Linked DNA regions of Mus musculus: region 2 is linked to region 1. Evidence: chromatin contacts called from public HiCAR-type data. All regions are on one chromosome and are shown on one strand. Each heading gives the region's core, a stretch centred on a gene start, on an enhancer-like site or on the middle of the called end of the contact. The rest is flanking DNA. Distances are from core to core; before and after follow the strand shown. Region 1 overlaps Fam234b (family with sequence similarity 234, member B). Region 2 overlaps Atf7ip (activating transcription factor 7 interacting protein).

Region 1 (5,653 bases), core at 1,126-3,625:
ACACACATACGAACATACCATATACATGTGTACCACAATTACAACACACACACACTTGTATATACATCACACCTCGCATGTGCATACTACACACACACACACACACACACACACACACACACACACACACACACACCACCTGTGCTCACTGGAAGCAGCAGACTCAGAGTGAGTCTGGGTCCTAGACTGTGAAGCACAGGTTCATGTCTGACCTGAGTATGGCCTAAGGCCAGTCAGGGACTTGTTGTTCTGCCCATTTCTGTTATCTTTCTGTGGATAGAAAAAACCTTGGCCTAGTCAGAATTTGCAGTCTGTAGTAACTAAGATGTTTGTTTTCATACTCTCTGTGTTAGTGTAAATGCAAATATTTATGCTCCGAAGGTTGGTCTGGATCTATCCCAATCTTCTGGGATCTTTAAAGGCAGCAGACAATGGTGGCTCTAGGTTCTGGGGTGCTTACTTCATACTTCAGAGGCCCTGAACTTTATACTGTAAGTTCTTCCCCTGAGGACTTTGTAGTTCTATTACGCTCTTCCCACTATCCATGTAGCCCAGGCTGGTCTGGAACTCACCATACAGCAGAGATCGATTGTAAAGGCCTGGTTCCCTGCCTCCACCTCCTAAGTGTTGTGATCATAGGCATGTGTTACCACAAGTAGGGGAAATTAGCCTAGTAAAAGGTTATAAAATGTGTGTGTGTGTGTGTGTGTGTGTGTGTGTGTGTGTGCATGCACATGTGTGATGGTGGCAAGGGGCATGCATGTGTGGCACACATGTGGAAGGCAGAGGATAACTTGCAAGGTCCTGGGGATTGTCAAGATTGGCACCCACTGAGCCATCTCACTGTCTGTTTTCCAGGCTATCCTCAAACTCTTGAACCTACTGAATTAGGTGCTTCACTGTAGCAGCTGCTAGTTTGCCTTCTGTCATGCTTAGGACTTGATTCCCCCTAAGCCTAGAGGGCATGCTATTCCTTTGCTCTTCTTGAAGTCTTACGGTTTTATGAGAATGCTCAGTGATGGTTATTCTGCACCCGGTTCTCTTTGGGCCCTGGGCTCCATTTATGCTGCAGTGAGGTTTGCCTATCACAGGCGCTCTCTGTCTCCTTTTGCATCTCCTCTAAGTACCAGGCCCATCTTCTTTCCTCTTCAGCTATACATATCTCTGCATTGGTCAGTTTCTTGTTATTTTGTTCGGTTTGAGGTTTTTAAAATTTTAAAAATCACGTGCGTATGTGTGTGTGGGTTTATACATGTGAGTGCAGTGTCTGTAGAGGCCAGAAGAGGGCGTCAGGCCCTGGAGTTACAGGCAGTTGTCAACTGCCTAAAACACATGGCAACTGAGCTCCTGTTCCCTGGGGGAGGCATGTATGTGCTTAACTGTTGAGACATGTTTCCAGCCCTGGATTGAGTGTTTTCAGACAGGGTCTTTTTTTTTAAAGCCGGTTGGTCTGAAATTCACTAAACAGCCTAAACTGGCCTGGAATCCCAGGCAGCCCCCTACCCAACCCCCTGCCGCTGAGTTCTGGAGCAGAGGCGTGAGGGAGGAGGGAGGCGACTGCCTTGCTTCGAACTTACTTGCTCTTTAGCTATGTGGGCCAATTTTCCAAATGCTTCAGCCTCAGTTTCCTCCTCCGGAAAGTGGGAGGCATTTCTGTCTGAAAGCTGCTACATAGTTTCCTGAGGGGAGATATTCAAAGTGCCCAGAAGGAATGGCTAGCTTTGTTAGCCATTTAATTTAGGTAGGTTTGCAGTAGTCATTATCTATGTCAGCTTTCAGAAATATCTATTCTTTTTTGATGATTCTATGATTTTTTTTTTGTTGATGTTGTTGACTTTTTTTTTTTTTTTTTTTTTTTTTTGACACAGAGTCCTAACCATGTAGCCTTTAAATTTATGATTCTCCTGCCTCAGCCTACGGAGTATGGAGACTGGGGGTGCCAGACAGTAAGAATGTCTTTTCTAAATTTGCTTTGTTGTTTCCCCCCCTTACCCATTGTTTTCTTGACTCCTGATAGTTGACTTTTCATCTCCTGAGTTGTGGTTGCTTCTTAGAAGTAGCTCATCTTTTTTTTTTTTTAACCTCTCCTTATTTCAGAAAAGACGGTATTCAATTTTTTGGAATTTACTGGGAAATAAAGTGCTCAATATTTCTCTCACCTGACTGTGGGGTTGGTGTGCCCTCCTCCGGTAGCTGCGCTGAGGGTGGAACCCAGGACCTCAGGCCCGCTGGGCAAGGGCTGAGCTATGTCCCTACTTGCTCCTCCTCCACTGAAGTTTTCTTTTTCTCAGTTTGCTCACAGTATTGTGCTGTAGCCTCTCGGGTGTTTGTAGAACTCTTTGGTGTCTTATGGCGTGAATACTAATACTGGCTCCTTTCTCCAGGCTGCTCCTGTTTGGATGGGGTAGCTGTGTTACTTTGGGTTCCTGGCTGAGTAGGGAGCAGAGTTTGCCAAGGCAGGGAGCTGGGGCAGTTGGAAGCTAGGATTTAAGGAGGATTCGGAGCACAGATCCCCTTCCCAGCAATGCACTTCCTCTGCTGTCTGTGTCCAGGCAGAATGCGGGGCTTAGAGTTGTGCTGAGAGAGCATTTGTGTGCTGGTTTTAAATCTCCTACCTAAGAACTTCACACTTAGCCTTTGTTGCTTGAGTTGTGAAAGTAGGTCTGGGCTCTTTTTTGTTTCCTTTACTCTGTTTTTGTTTTGATTTTAAGACTAAGTGTCACTATGTAGACCTGGCTAGCCTTTTCTCAGAGAGAGTCACTGTCCCTGTCCCCACTGTCATTCCTCCTGAATACTGGGATTAAAGGTGTATACCACCTTGCCTGACATCCTTTATTTTTAAGACATTTTTCCCTGTAGAGCTTGGGCTGGCCTTTTATGTAGCTCAGGTTGGCCTGGAACTTGTGGCAATCCCCTTGACTCTGCTTCTCACACCCAGGCGTTTGTTTTGTTTTGTCTTTGAGACGGGATCTTATGTAGCCCTGGCTGGCCTGCGACTCATTTCCAGATGAGGGCTCTGGTCCTCCTGCTTCAACTTGAAGTGTGAGGACTGCGGGTGTGTACCAGTTTCCTAGCTTATGCTTCAGTTGCTACCAATTCTAGGCCAGCCAAGTTTTCCAGCCAAGGTTATGGTTGTTTTGCACAGCTTAGCGGTATTTTGTATGGAATCCTCTGAGTTATTGTCTGGTTTCTGGCTCCCAGCTGGTCTCTGCCACAGCAACCAGCCTCTTCAGGACTGCCATGCCTGTAGTTACGCTCTAACCACTGGGCAGCTTTAGTCTTGTAGAAATCATCTCCCGCACTTTTGTTTTTTTGTTTGTTTTTGTGACTCTGCTTTTTGTCACGTTTTGTGAGACAGGGCTCATAGGTGTTCCTGTGACCCTAGACTTTCTTTTTCTCAGGGATGAAATTATTGGTTGGTTTACACATTCATGAGACAAGGAAGGGTCTTATCAGTTAGAACAAGTGGGCTCTTCTCTCTGATGCCTGGGTGTGAGCCCTGGGCGTTGCTTCTCCCTAGGTCCTGAGGTCTTAGGCAAATTACCTCAGTGTTTCAATTCTTTTGTTGATAAAATAGGTATTAGACACGCCCCCCCCCCCCCCCCATGTAGGGTCATCATGAGGATTTGATGAATTAAGACACCCAGGAGGTTTGGGTCAGTGCTGAGGATGCTAGGCAGTTGAGACATTTTCAATTCTTACGCCAGTATCGTCGTTGTCATCATCATTATCAATTCTCCGCAGAATCGTGGACTCCGAGATCATTGTTCAAGTACTGACGTGTGCATCTCCTGTTATTTTAGGAGACAGAATTTCCCGAATTCAGCAGCAACTGTCCATACACTGTGTGTTGGGAATGTATTGCATTCTCCCTCGGTTCCTTACCGCCTCCCTCCCCCTACTCTTACTCTTTTTCTGTCTTCCTCCTCTCTTCTGGTTTTAAGGAAGGTTCAATGACAGAAGCACCTCCCAGGACATTACTAATTAGAAGTTCGTATTCCTATAAAAGAACATCCACTAATTATTTTTTATAGATTCATTATCATTGTCTACGTTTCTGTAGCGTGTGGTACCAGGGCCTCTTCTTTCCCAGCAGAGTTTAAGATTCATGGTAAAAGCAAATAACCTCTCAGTCGGTCTGTTCACTGGGTCTTGCCAGTGGTTTCAGTCGGGCAGTTGTGTTTCTTTGGGAACCTTGGGAGGCAGAGACTGCCAAGATGGATCGAAGTAGATGCTGCTGCTAAATTTTTCACTTGGTGCTCAAAACCCAGGGGTAAGGCGATAGATAGATAGGGTGGCCTGAGGGTGGTTCAGAATCCATGGAACCTTCAGGAGGATTGCTGTGTGAGGCTGCCAAGAAAGCTACCAATGTTTACTGAAACAGTGAATTATCTCGAGTGCAATGGCATGGTTCTGTCCTGCCTGTGGCCAGACCACACCCTTGCATTTCGTTCACTTCCAGAAAACCTACTTTTGAAAGTATGGGCTTGCCACACTGTGTGCAGAGAAGGGTCACAGAAGCTCTTCCTTCAAATCAAGGGGTGAAGAAGATGGAGGAGTCTAACCTGGAGAAGAGAAGGCTGGTCAAAGGCTGTTGACATACTTAGGCAATAATAATAGAGGCTCAGATTGATAATGACCATCATCCAGGCACTGAGGGCCATTTGTATGGCCCTTACCTAATCCTTATAACAAGCAGGAGCTGTAGATGATAATTTTTATAGTTTAAAGTGGAGAAATTGGGACCATATAGAGGTAAGAGAAGGGTACACATAGCTGGTAAGTGAGCCAAACTGGTCTTTCCATAGTGAACAGCTGAATTCTTTCATTTTGGTTAGAGAAAACCTCATGCATGTGTAAACTCACCATGGAGCTGAAGCTGTCCTTGACCTCCTGGTGATCCTGTCTTGGCCTCCCACATGGTAGCTGGAGACTAGTGGGTTCCCTGACACTGGTCACATTCAGTTGGGTACCAAGGGATTGCTTGCTGGATGATTTGAAAGGAGACACAATTTAAAACAGGGATTATATGATCCTTAAATTTTCACCCCAGGATTTCAAGATTTAATATGTTTTCTTGGTTGTCAGGAGTATTTTTTTTTTAATTATTTACCAGGCTGGACAGTGGAGGCACATACCTTTAATCCTAGCAATTGGGAGGCAGAGGCTGGTGGATCTCTGAGTTTGAGGCCACTGTGGTCTACAAGTTTCTGAACAGCCAGGGCTACACAGAGAAACCTTGTGTTGGAAAAAAAATTATGTATCTTATGTGTATGGATGTTTTGACGACATGTATGTCCACGAACCCAAGCCTCTCTCTGATTTATCCTGTAGAGTCAATGTAGAGTTTGTGTAGAAGCAGAGTTCAGGCCGTCTGCCACCTCTGTGTCCGGGGAGACTGCCACCCCTCCCAGGACGCATGCTCAGAATAGCAGTCTTTCCACCTTTACTGAAAGCTGTTCTTAAAGGATATTCAAATCACAGGCAGTTCTAAGAAGTGAGGTTTTTGTCAAACTTCTTTAGCTGGCATGTAGTATTCAACTTGCTAACTTGTTTCCATAGAAACAGCGGGGAAACCATAGACATTTTGTGAGAGACAGCCTACAGAAGAGAATTGTTCTAGAAGTTTATCAGGAACAATCACGCCTCACGG
Region 2 (5,155 bases), core at 852-3,351, 1.3 Mb after region 1:
TCAGTATTTTCTCATTATGTTCTCTTTCCTCCCTTTGGAATGATTATGTATATTCTGAGCAATTATATGTTGGAAGTATGTGACCCACTTTTTGATTTTGATTTTTGATTACAGGGGTTATGGTTAAGAGAGTGCCATCAGTCTCAGAGACTTTTGACATTTAAACAGTATGGAGAGTGGCATCATAGACTAGGGTGATCTTTGAAATTGGACTGAATGCATTTTTGCATTATGATATGGCTATAAGCCTATAGGAGCCAGGGACTGGAATGTGGTGGTTTGAATAAGAATGAATGGCCATGGAGTCATGTATTTGAATGCTTAGTCACCAGGGAGTGGCTCCGTTTGTATGTGTGGCATTGTTGGAGAAGTGTAGCATGAGGAGAGTGGGCTTTGAGGATTCAAAAGCTCATGGAAACTCAGTGTCTCCGTCTCTACCTGTGGATCCGGATGTGGCTCTCAGCTGCTTCTGCAGCGCCATCCCTGCCATGCCTGCTGCTAGTCTTCCCACCGTGATGATAATGAATTAAACCTCTGAAATTGTAAGCCAGCCCCCAATTAAATGCTTTCTTTGTCTTATTGCATTGGTCATGGTGTCTCTCTTCACAGCAGTAGAGCAGTGATTATGACGCTGTAAAGCCTTCTAAGCTCTCTTTGCAGCTCTTGAGCCTTTCTGATGAATGTGGTACTTAAGAATCTGGTGTTTAGAGCTGTGTGCCCCCCTCCCCAATATTAAGTGTATGGTTAATTCTGAAATTGCATTGTATTTTACTGTCATTTTGTCTGCTGGGGTGTAATGGGCATGGTGGACAGGTCTTGAGAGGACAGTGTGGTTGTCTGAGAAGAATTTATCCATTCCCTTTCAGTTATTCTCTTTCACAGGGGACAGTTATAATTGTCTGCATATTGAAGATTCCGATTTACTGTTTATACAATAGTACTTCTTTATTCATATTTAGAGTCTCATTACTATATAAAGGGTGACTTAAATAAGTTAAAAATTAGGATAAAACTAGAGACATGGTTATAGGAGATGGCTCAGCAGCTTAGGAGAGCTTACTGCTCTTGCAGTTCCTGGCATCCACTTCAGGGAGCTCACTCACAACTGCCTTCATCTCCAGAGAGATCTGACACATCAGGCCTCTGTGTGCAGCTAGCATTTACATGAACCTACCCATGTGCAAAATGCATGCAGACAGGTAATCTAAAATAATAAGAATAAATCTAAAAATAAAAATGTATTTTGAAGTCATCCCTAGAATTTTAAGTATTTTCTAGTTTGTTAATTTGAATGTAGAACTAGGCTGTGGATTTGGCTATAGTTTAGGTTGTCTGTACTTTTAACATAGGGTAAAGCCAAGTAAATGGAGTTGCAGAATTTGTATCAGTAAATCATAAATTAGCCAAAACAGTTTAAACCAGGTACCCACAATCACCAGTAGTGACTTGATGCTTGCACATGAGGAAATTGAAATGATAAATCAGCCACATAATTTTGACAGGAATTGTGGCACTGACATTTGTAATTCAATATGTCTTTGTTTTGGTAGGAAGAAAGAACATACTTTACTAATGTTAGTTGGTGTTAGTAAATATGTTGAATTATTTGACCATCATAATAATGGTACATGAGGATGTGCGTTTTATTCAGTGAATATGTCTAACAGCAAGTTTGCTTGCAAAAATTTATATTTATTCATTAATAAAACTTGGAAACATAATTGTATATTAGAGTGAAGATAGCTTTTATTTAATGAGTTATAATTTATGGTTGTAATGATTTATAATTAGAAAATATTAAATTTTATATATACATATATATTAGACTGTGACCAAGTAAGCTAAGGATTTAAAAAATTTAGTGGGGGGGGTTAAATTGTTTCATGTGGCAGGGGTTGAGTTTCGGTAGAAGTTGCTTTTGTTTTTTTTCTGGGAATTGAATTCTTTTAGTGGCTAGCTAGCTAGATGGCTTCTAGAACCAGCCAGTGCCTGCTGGAGAACTAATGGAAGGGCTTTCTCTCCAGCCATGAAGAAAGGACTGCTTTATTTATGTAAATTGTTCTTACTGGCGCCAGCTAGCTGGAACTGCAGTCTGCCTGTGCAGTGGCAGCAGATAACACGTGTCCTGGACTTCCTCTTTGGAATGTGTGGGCTGACAGTGAAGGGTTGAAGCCTTAGTGTCCCAGTAATGAGACTCCAGCACTGGCAGTGCCGTGGATGACGAGAGCAACTGTGTGTTTTAAGCTTTAAGTTCGGCTCTTAGAGACTGACACCATTAGTAATAGGTGGGAGGCACTTAACTTCGAACAGTTGCTGCAGACCCCATAGTTGCCTGGATAGAGAGTGGCACAGAGAATCCAGATTCTAGGCATCTTCACTGCAAACGGTCCTTTTGAAGATAAGAGCTCTTGTGCCCCGTGAGCATCACTGATACATTGAATAACAGCTTTTTGGCTTCGTGGTTAATGGGATATTAATGGGATGTTTGCTACGCAAACTACTCAACAAATGTGAAACAACAAAGGGAATCACAACACTTAGCCAACTATTGTATTGTGTTCCTGAGTTTTTAAAAATGAATATGAATCAAATAAGAAACTTAAACTCAAGAAGTCTCATTAGATTTTAAAGTTTGCACTGCCTTAAGTGAAGTACAAAGCTGCCCCCAGGGAAGAGATTCAGGTCCCCTCTCTGGGACAGCTCCTCATCATAGGTGCTCCAGCTGTCTCTCTGCCTTTGGGTGTTTGTTTGTTTGTTTGTTTGTTTTTCCCCCAGCTATAGTAATGACAGGATTGGTAGATTATTAGTGTTAATATTCAGGAGATTTTGAGAGCCTTATTTGGATTTAGTCTTTTAAAGAGATGTCATTGTAAATTCACATTTGAAGTGAAATGAACTAATTAATAAATGAAGTGAGCTTCATGTGGATATTACTAATTTATATTACATATGAATCAGCCACTATAGCCTGTTACCATGTCCTCAGTTATATCAGCACCAACTGGTGTATGAGGAGAAATGGCATTCTTACCATAACTAACTCACTGCAAAGTTTTAGTGTGCATTTAACAGAGGTCAGCATTTAGATCAGACTGCTTATGCATTCACATTTGACTGACATGTTAAACAATAGATGTTTATACAGAGTTGATAGTATCGTTTTCACTCCACATAATAAATTAATTTCCAAATATTTAAATTTATCACAATTTTAATATGTATTAATTAAGAATTCCATTATATCTAATACTTTATTTCGTAAGTTGACCAATGGTACACAGGCATTGTTTTTCTTGTGTTATATACCTGAAATATTACATCCTGTGGAAATAAAAATATATGTATAATAGAGGTTTATATAATTACTACAAAGATAGAAAGATGTATGTTTGTGAAGAAATGCACATGTGTTTATTAATGTCATACAGAGATTAGGTATTTTAAATTGTTGTAATTGTATTTGTGGAATAGGTGTAAGTAGGAGGAGATGTGAAGTAGTGATGCCAACTTAGGGACACAGAGGAAAATGCTCCAGCAGGCCACCCTCTTTTGTGTCTTCCTCTATCTAGCAGGTAAACACTAGGCTTTTCCTACAGCCTTAAAGTGTAATTAGGTGGTGTTTCCAGTTCGCTAGCTTCTGAAAGGTAGCTGGTCACTATTACTTTATGGTTATGCATGTAAAGAGCTAGCTAGCTATGGTAGAGTATTGCCATGTTCCCCGAGTGTGGACTTAACTGTTGTCTTTTGACAGTTTTGCTCATTAATACTGTTTTAACGTATAAGTCTGTAAAGTACAGAAACGTATGTTTTTTGTTTGTTTGTTTTAATTCTGTTTCACTATGATTACAATAATAATACAAATCAGCTTTGAGTAATTTTGAGGTAGATGGGAAGAAGGTTATAATTTTGTTAATGTTGCTGGACAAAGATGTCTGAAACATTTGGGAAATGTTCCCATGTATTTTGAGCCATTATGTTTTAGGAAAATGTTGGACTGGCCAATGGAGTGGTATTTATGCATATGAAAAGGAGAGGGTTATTGAACTCAAACTAAGTAATTTATTGAATGCTGTTAAAAGTTGAGGGCCAAGCCATAGCAAATTAAGATGGGGATTCTGTGTATAGATGAACCTGAAAGGAAATATGCAAGGCAAAGGTGAAAGTGTCCAATCTTTGAGACGAGGGAATCTGGGAGTGGCTCCGACCTGTAATGTCAGCACACTAGAGGCTAAGGCAGGATCCCCACTAACTTCAGTCCAGCCCGGACTAGAGAATGAGTTAGTTCATGGCAGCCTGGGCCGTCGGTGAGACTCTGAAGGATAAACAGCCAAACTATGTAGGCAAAGTATGTAGTTCTGTTTCCTGTACAGCAATACGATCACTTAGAACCATAGAACCATAGACTCTTGGAAATGGCTTAGGCAGATTGGAGTAGTTGGAGCGCCTGTATGGGCGTTGTTGCTTAGGTTCCTCACAGACAGGGAATCCTCTGGTCCTGCAGCTGCCTTTTCATGGCCAACGGGGTTAGAAGCCGAGGCAGCTGCTCCGGTTTTAGTCTGTTACTGTCAGGCATGGGGCAGACAGATTGGTGCTTTATACAAAGTTAGCTGTCCTCATAGCTCTTCAATTCCATCTGTCCCATGTCTGTGTTCCTGAAGTCAGTAAGATACCGTGTGTTTCCTAGGCTAAATATTCTCCATTTGCCACAACTCTTCCTCTTACAACATGTTGTTCAGGGCGTTCTTCAGGGTGGGCATTCTCATGTTTAGGTTTTAGGTATTATAAGACTGTCTCTAATGTTTAGTCAACCTGCTACCCTGAAGCGCTAGGAACTTTATATTTCTTGACATTATCTTTCTGTTCTGTGGCTTAACTTTGTTTTGGTAGCCATTTTGTGCTGTTGAAGGTTTTAAGTTTGGTTGTACATTTATTTGTTGAGAGAGTGTATGTCATGATGCCTGTGTAGAGGTCAGAGGACAACTTTTAAAAGTCATATCCCACACCCCCCCCCCCACACACACCCCCCCCCCCCCCCCCCCGGTTTTGTGGATTAAACTCAGGTCATCAGATTATGAAAGCCTTTACCTGCTGAGACATCTTACCAGCCCAGATCTTGAGTTTATAGTAAATTAAAAGCCTTCAGTTCTTTCTGGTG

Evidence for each region. HiCAR-type assays count read pairs that join an accessible place to other places.
Region 2: a contact with region 1 is called in a HiCAR-type map of astrocytes, with 3 times the contacts expected there. The contact joins two enhancer-like sites. A contact is called at or near these places in 3 of 39 promoter capture datasets (the 3T3-L1 cell line, hippocampal neurons and liver), 1 of 484 Hi-C or Micro-C datasets (B cells), 4 of 115 datasets of contacts at active chromatin or transcription factors (astrocytes, differentiating embryonic stem cells, embryonic stem cells and 1 more) and 1 of 9 other capture datasets (embryonic stem cells).

The regions. Positions count from the first base shown.
Region 1 is chr6:135,201,581-135,207,233 of GRCm38.p6, forward strand. The region is part of intron 1 of Fam234b (family with sequence similarity 234, member B); the gene reads left to right. Among named protein-coding and RNA genes, the nearest start is that of Gm36533, 6.4 kb to the left of the region's middle. Within about 2 kb of position 2,376, at least 35 of the 459 cell types and tissues checked have an H3K27ac peak or open chromatin away from gene starts, as enhancers often do. A contact at or near this core is called in astrocytes, where this site is marked.
Region 2 is chr6:136,541,205-136,546,359 of GRCm38.p6, forward strand. The region is part of intron 1 of Atf7ip (activating transcription factor 7 interacting protein); the gene reads left to right. Among named protein-coding and RNA genes, the nearest start is that of Atf7ip, 25 kb to the left of the region's middle. Within about 2 kb of position 2,102, at least 216 of the 459 cell types and tissues checked have an H3K27ac peak or open chromatin away from gene starts, as enhancers often do. A contact at or near this core is called in astrocytes, where this site is marked.